Regions from separate parts of the Gossypium hirsutum genome. Here region 2 is linked to region 1. The links are chromatin contacts, called in public Hi-C maps. All regions are on one chromosome and are shown on one strand. Each heading gives the region's core, a stretch centred on a gene start, on an enhancer-like site or on the middle of the called end of the contact. The rest is flanking DNA. Distances are from core to core; before and after follow the strand shown.

Evidence for each region. Hi-C and Micro-C count contacts between places; a contact is called where the count stands out from the background.
Region 2: a Hi-C map of leaf shows a contact between it and region 1, with 3 times the contacts expected there. The contact joins the enhancer-like site here to the promoter of LOC107912447 in region 1. A contact is called at or near these places in 3 of 34 Hi-C or Micro-C datasets (anther and leaf).

What each region holds. Positions count from the first base shown.
Region 1 is chrD02:7,260,283-7,263,360 of Gossypium_hirsutum_v2.1, forward strand. It overlaps LOC107912447 (translationally-controlled tumor protein homolog), which reads right to left and starts at 1,759. Exons shown (of 5, transcript XM_016840630.2): 1 at 5-1,759. The coding sequence starts at 32.
Region 2 is chrD02:7,392,167-7,395,372 of Gossypium_hirsutum_v2.1, forward strand. No RefSeq gene overlaps it. Among protein-coding and RNA genes, the nearest start is that of LOC107908528, 12 kb to the right of the region's middle. Within about 2 kb of position 1,370, at least 1 of the 9 cell types and tissues checked has an H3K27ac peak or open chromatin away from gene starts, as enhancers often do.

The sequences.
Region 1 (3,078 bases), core at 509-3,008:
ATACCGGAGATGAGATCCTGGTAAACCAACATGGTCTCTCTCGAAGCGAAAAGCTAAAGACTTTTTGGTTCAGAGAGATGAAGAGAGAGACGCAGGCGGCGGCGAGAGAGAGCGAGAGAGGGGTTTAAAAAGATCGGACGAATGGTATTTATAAGCGAGGGTTTCGGTGGAGGTTTGAGCTTAAGGTTAAAGCTAAAGCGAATATCTTGGTTTTATCTTTGTTTGGGAATAGGAACAAGTGTGTGCTATACTGGGATAGGGATTTTCTCGTTTTCGGCCCAAATTGTTACATTTAGTTGGTTATGAATTTTTTTTTGTAATAAAGTTGGCATTCATAAAACCCAACAAAAATCCAAACGACAGCAAACAGAAGACATATCGTCAAAAACAAAGCAAAACAACTAAAACCAGAAAACGAAACAAAAGCCCAAAAGAATGCTAGCAAATTTCCGAGAAAATCAGCAACTAAATCTCCAAAGGTCGGAAAACTAATAGCTTTGAGTGCAAACAGGAGATTCTTAGAACCTTCTCCAAACCTCAAAGCCCACTCCCAGATCTGTCCTGACAAGACCATTCATGGCGATCCAACTCCGCTACCTCAATAACCTTTGCTGGTGCCTCTTCAACCCAAAAGCAAGGCAATTTCTGTTTCCGGCCTACCATCGCCAGCTCATGCGCCGCTCTATTTGCCTCCCTGGGAATAAAATTGTAAGTGATCTCTTCAAAAGCTCCTGCCAACCCTTGAATATGGTGTGAGATATGACAGAGAACAGATCTATCGGTATCATTTGAGACTAGTTTCTTAATAACAATTAGCGAGTCGCCCTCTAAGACTACCTTCCTAAAACCCATATCCAGGGCAAAATAGACAGCCCTCTCACACGCTCTCGCCTCAGCCACAAAAGCATCTACGATGTCCACCATCGGGTACGTACATGCACCTATGATTAGACCCTCAGAATCCCTAGCTAGTACCGCTGAAACAGAAAGATTAGAAATACTTGCGAAGGAGGCATCAAAATTCAGCTTAATAACCCCGGGCATAGGAGGTCTCCACAGAGCATTCCTTTTCATACTAACAGTCAAGTTTTTAGCTTTAGCAAAACTTAAGTCCTGATAGTAGCTCTGAATAAAACTAACCAGATCATGGAGCTCAAAGTTTAACCCCTCATTGACTAGTTTATTTCTTTTGTACCAGAGAGCCCATAAAGAGATAGTACTAAGTTTCTTTTCATTCATATTCATTGCTAGAAAGGCACTGACAAAATTTGTTGTTCCTTCCGAGGTAAAAACACTGAAATCCATTGAGAGCTTTAAAAGAGACCACAGCTGCCTCAAGACATTACAGTACCATAATAAATGGTGGGAGTCCTCCGGCTCTGACTTGCACAGAGGGCACACCGAATCGACCCGCAACCTCCTTTTCACCAAATTCATGAAATGAGGCACATAGTCTTTAAGAAGACGCCAGAGATGGATCTTAATTTTAGCAGGGATCTGAAGATCCCAAATTAATGTATACATTTTACTGTAACTCTCAAATACTGTTTGCTTTGTCATACTTGTAATCAAAAACCTGTATCCACTCTTAACTGAATAATCCCCAGAGGCGTCATGCCGCCAAACTTGCAAGTCAGGAGACCCACATCCGGCAATGGGGATAGTCATAATACGCTTTGCATGTTCAACACCAAAGAGTCGATTAAGGACCTCATTTTTCGAGGTACGAGTCTCTTCATCTAAAAGTTGATCCACCATGGTCCATTGAGTATCTATAGATTGAACTAACAGTCTACCATTCCCAGGCCCCGGTATCCAGGGATCATTCCATATGTTCACCCTAGCACCGCTGCCTATTTTCCACAGTAAACCATCGTCAAACACATCCCTGGCACTACAAATACTTCTCCAGGTAAGTGAAGGGTAAGACCCCACTTTAGTTGAAAAAATATCAGAAAAGGAAAATAACAGGCTTTAAAAACTCTTGACAACAGACAATCGGGCTGAGAAAAAATTCGCCAAACTTGCTTAGCTAAAAGGGCTTTTTTAAACAGATAAAGATCTCAGAAACCCATCCCACCATAAACCTTAGGTGAGTAAAGTGCACCCCACGTACTCCAATGAATACCTTTAGAAGTCTTATTATTGACCCACCGAAACTTATTTAAAAGTCTTTCAAGCTGATGACAAAAAGTTTTAGGTAACTCAAAACATTGCATTACGTAAACCGGAAGCGCTTGTAGAACCGCTTTAATAATACTTCTTTCCCACCCATCGATAGATACCTAATACTCCAGCCCGCAATACGCTTCCGAAACCTGTCTACAAAATTGGAGAAAGTCTATTTCTTTTTCCTCCCCACCAGCATTGGAAGGCCCAAGTACTTATCCGGATTCGAAACCCATCTAACTCCTAAAGTACCACAAATCACGGCATGGAGTTCCTCTCCCACATTCGCACCAAAATAAATTAATGATTTTCCCAAATTAATTTTTGCCCTGAGACTAACTTATACTCTTTTAAGATATTACAGACTGAACAAGCACCCTCGATCGTGGCATCACCAAAAATGATGCAATCATCTGTAAACAACAAGTGAGATGTCGAAAATTTTTCCCTCCCAATCGGAACACCCTTTAGTTCCTTTTTAATCTTCGCCTCCTTCAACAAACAAGAGAGCCCTTCTGCACATAGAAGAAAAAGATAGGGACTAAGGGGGTCCCCTTGCCTTAGTCCTTTAGTTGGGCTAAAACTCTCACTAGCTTCGCCTTTAATGCCTACCGTATAATTGACCGAGCAGACACAACGCATAACAAGGGTTAACCAATCCTGATGGAAACCCAACCTAGATAACATTCCGGCCAGAAAGTCTCACTCCACCCCGATCATAGGCCTTGCTAAGGTCAAGCTTAAGGGCAAAATTCCCTTGTTTACCTTTTTTCTTCATTTTTAGAGAATGAATAACCTCATAAGCAATAAGGGTATTATCAGGGATTTGCCTGCCAGGGATAAAAGCACCTTGGGCTTCATCTATACAGAATCCTAACAAAGGCCTCATGCGAGCAACAATAGCTGTAG
Region 2 (3,206 bases), core at 120-2,619, 130 kb after region 1:
AAACAAAAAGTCATTCTGTTATCTTAAAACCAGATAAAAATACTTATGTAATAGCTTTAAAACCAAAATGGATTTGGTAATCATAATGTTGAAGTAATACAACGTAAAAGTAGAAAAACAATTAAGTTAATTTAGACCGAAAATCCCATATTCTAGTTTACTTAAAATTATTTACAAAACCAATTGAATGGGAACGAAGTAATATAGAAAACTTATTTAAACAAACTAGATGGAGAGTATGATCCAATTAATCAATTTTTATGCCCACTCTCTTTGTATGTACAATGGAATAGAGCGTTAATAGTTTTGGGTATAATCCATTGATTAATGTTCCTTATAAAGAAAGTGAATTATCCTAAAACTGCAATTAGCTATTTTATTTTATGTATTCTCAAATCATAAAGTTGAGAGTTTTGAATTTTGAATATTTTTAAAATGTCTTTTCTTAAGTTTTGGATTTAAAAAAAAATTTTCTTTGAACTTTTTAAAAAAAATAACATTCTTTTACATTTCTATTTATTTTTAAAATTTCAGAATTTTTTATTGAATATTAAAAAACTTTTACAATTTTATTGAATTTTTATATCTTTCTTTAACTTCTAATATTTTTTTTCATGATTTCTGAATTTACAAACTTTATTTATGATTGTTTATTTTTTTTATAATTTTAAAATTACTTATTGAAGGGTGGCCTATAAGATAAAATTCAACAACTAAAGGTTGAGGGCATTTTGCTCCAAATCAAAGAGTAGAGGTCATGTTGAATAAATGTGTAAAGATTGAGAATTAAATTTATTATTATACTTAATATATAAAATGATAAAATCGATATTTAACTAGGGCAACTTTGATGGAGGGACTATTTTGCTTATTTATCTACGTACAAAGATCATTTATCCATTTTTTAGTAAGTGGATCGAAAAGCAATCTGATATATAATACTGGGACTATATGGTACTTTTATCTAAATTTTAATACAGTTTAATGATCTACATCTACATCTATACTATATTTGTATTTATTTATAATATAATAAAAAGTTTCATTAAATTGATATTGAGATCTTTTTTTTTTCCGTATAACTATAAGTGTCTTTATTTGTTTTATGATCTGAGCATAGTTTTGTTTAAATCGGGAGTGGTATTCAAATAAAGCCCTCTCAACAATGTTGACTCCAGAATTCAAACTTAATCTGTAACATCCCAAAAGTTTTGAGTTTTGATTTGTTAATTTTTTTTATAGATAAGTATTTGCTTTAGTGGTTAAATGATTTGGGTGTGAGTTGAGGTCATGGGTTCAAATTTGATTTTGGGAAAATTCAATTGTTTTTAGTTCCTAGCCTTATCCTTAATTGTTTGATTTATATTACATTTTCGATCAACTCATATTAGAATGAGCTTGTTGGTTCAAGTGGTAAGTGTTAGCTTGCCTTAAGGCCCTGTGTTTGAATCCTCATGTGAGTGAATGTAAAGAATTTTTGTTTCTGTGTGTGCGTGCCGGTTGTGTAGTAGAGGTTTGGTGGAATTGAAATTCTAACTGTGGTAGTTGGATAAGGATCAATGTACCAGGGGAGTTTTGATTTTTAATTTTAATTTTGTTTAGTTCCCCAAATCCCCTCTTCATTTCGACGTTCATTTTTTCTCCCTATTCTTTTGTTCCAAATCAAATTCAAGTGTTACTACTTGTTTCACAATTGGCATTGTTGTTTCGTTCATCATCTATTGTTTAGCCAATTTCTAGTTGTGGTTCGATTCGGTAAGTTATTGGGGTAAGTGTAGTTCTATTGTTTTTATGGTTGGTGAACAATTTGGGGTTTTCATTATTCTTGTAATAGAAAGATTTCTTTTGATGGTGTTATTTGTTTTAATGCTCAAATAGGGGAAGATCAAGAGGCTCGGGTTTGTCTTTCAGCGATTTAATTGCATTAGGAATTGCTGCGGACGTTGGGTAAGTGATTTTACCAATTTAGTATAGTTGCGGTTGTTTGAATGTTCAGTATGTTAGGAATATCGAGGATTTCAATTTCATAAATGGAGTGTTCTTTTGGTTTAATTCACTGAAGTTTGGTGTTTTTAGGTATTGGGATTCTCATATTCTAAGTTACTTTAAAATCATACTAACTGTGTAACGAGAAACTTGAAAAATAGCAAATGGCGAAAGCCAAAATTGGGGCCTGTCAATGCCACACTGCCATGTGTGACACACGGTCTAGGCTATTTTGGGTCGTGTGGACCACACAGGCATGTGTGGGTCGTGTGGGCCATACAGGTAAGGTAATTTGGGTCGTGTGGGGCACACAGGCGTGTGGGCCCAAAATTCAAAACTTTCTCCTTGGGCCATACACATCATCCCGATCGACTGTGGGCCTTTCGTGGGGTCGATATGTGATTATATAAGCTATAAAACATGAATTTTGTTAATCTATTAGTATGAAACTTGACGTAAAGACGTGTATAATATGTATAAGGTTCAGGTATTATGATGCGATATGTATGAGTTGTTATAAAGCATGTTCTACATTTGTTATATGAGCATGTATAATATGTAAATTCTGACATCTGTGATTTCCGTTTATATCTGATTATGGGGTGGGACATGTATAAGATAATTTCAGTTGTGTCCACATTTCCGTAAACTCGTTTTACTTAAATTTCCTTTATTCAAAATTCTGATTTGAGAGTTTTGTAAATTTTGGACTCTCTGGAGATTTGGGATTATTTTTGTTTTGGACTTTTATTTTAGATTTTTTTGGCATGACCCTCAATAAAACGACTTTACGAAAACGACTATTTTTCTGCAATCAACTGTTTTCGAGAAAACAAACTCGGTTTTCCAAAATATAATGTACTAAGAATTTTCGCTGCAAAATATTCAATTTATTTAGAAAATGTGAACAAACAACGGTTTTAACTAAATAAGTATGACAAACATGTTTTCAAACAAGACGTGTTTTTTTTTAAGATAAACGAAAGCTAGATTTGAATCCATTTTACGTAACTACTCTAGATTCGGCCATAACATCTAGGACTGGTTTGGGGTGGTACATAATCTAAATGCTTGAAAAAGAAATCCTCTTCAACTTCTTCCAAATACTTATTGTCAATAATCAATATGATCTCAATTAAGTGAATGGAATATTAAAAATATTTGAATATTTCCAATTATACAAAAAGTAACTATTTACTTGTTAAACAATATCTACTTTT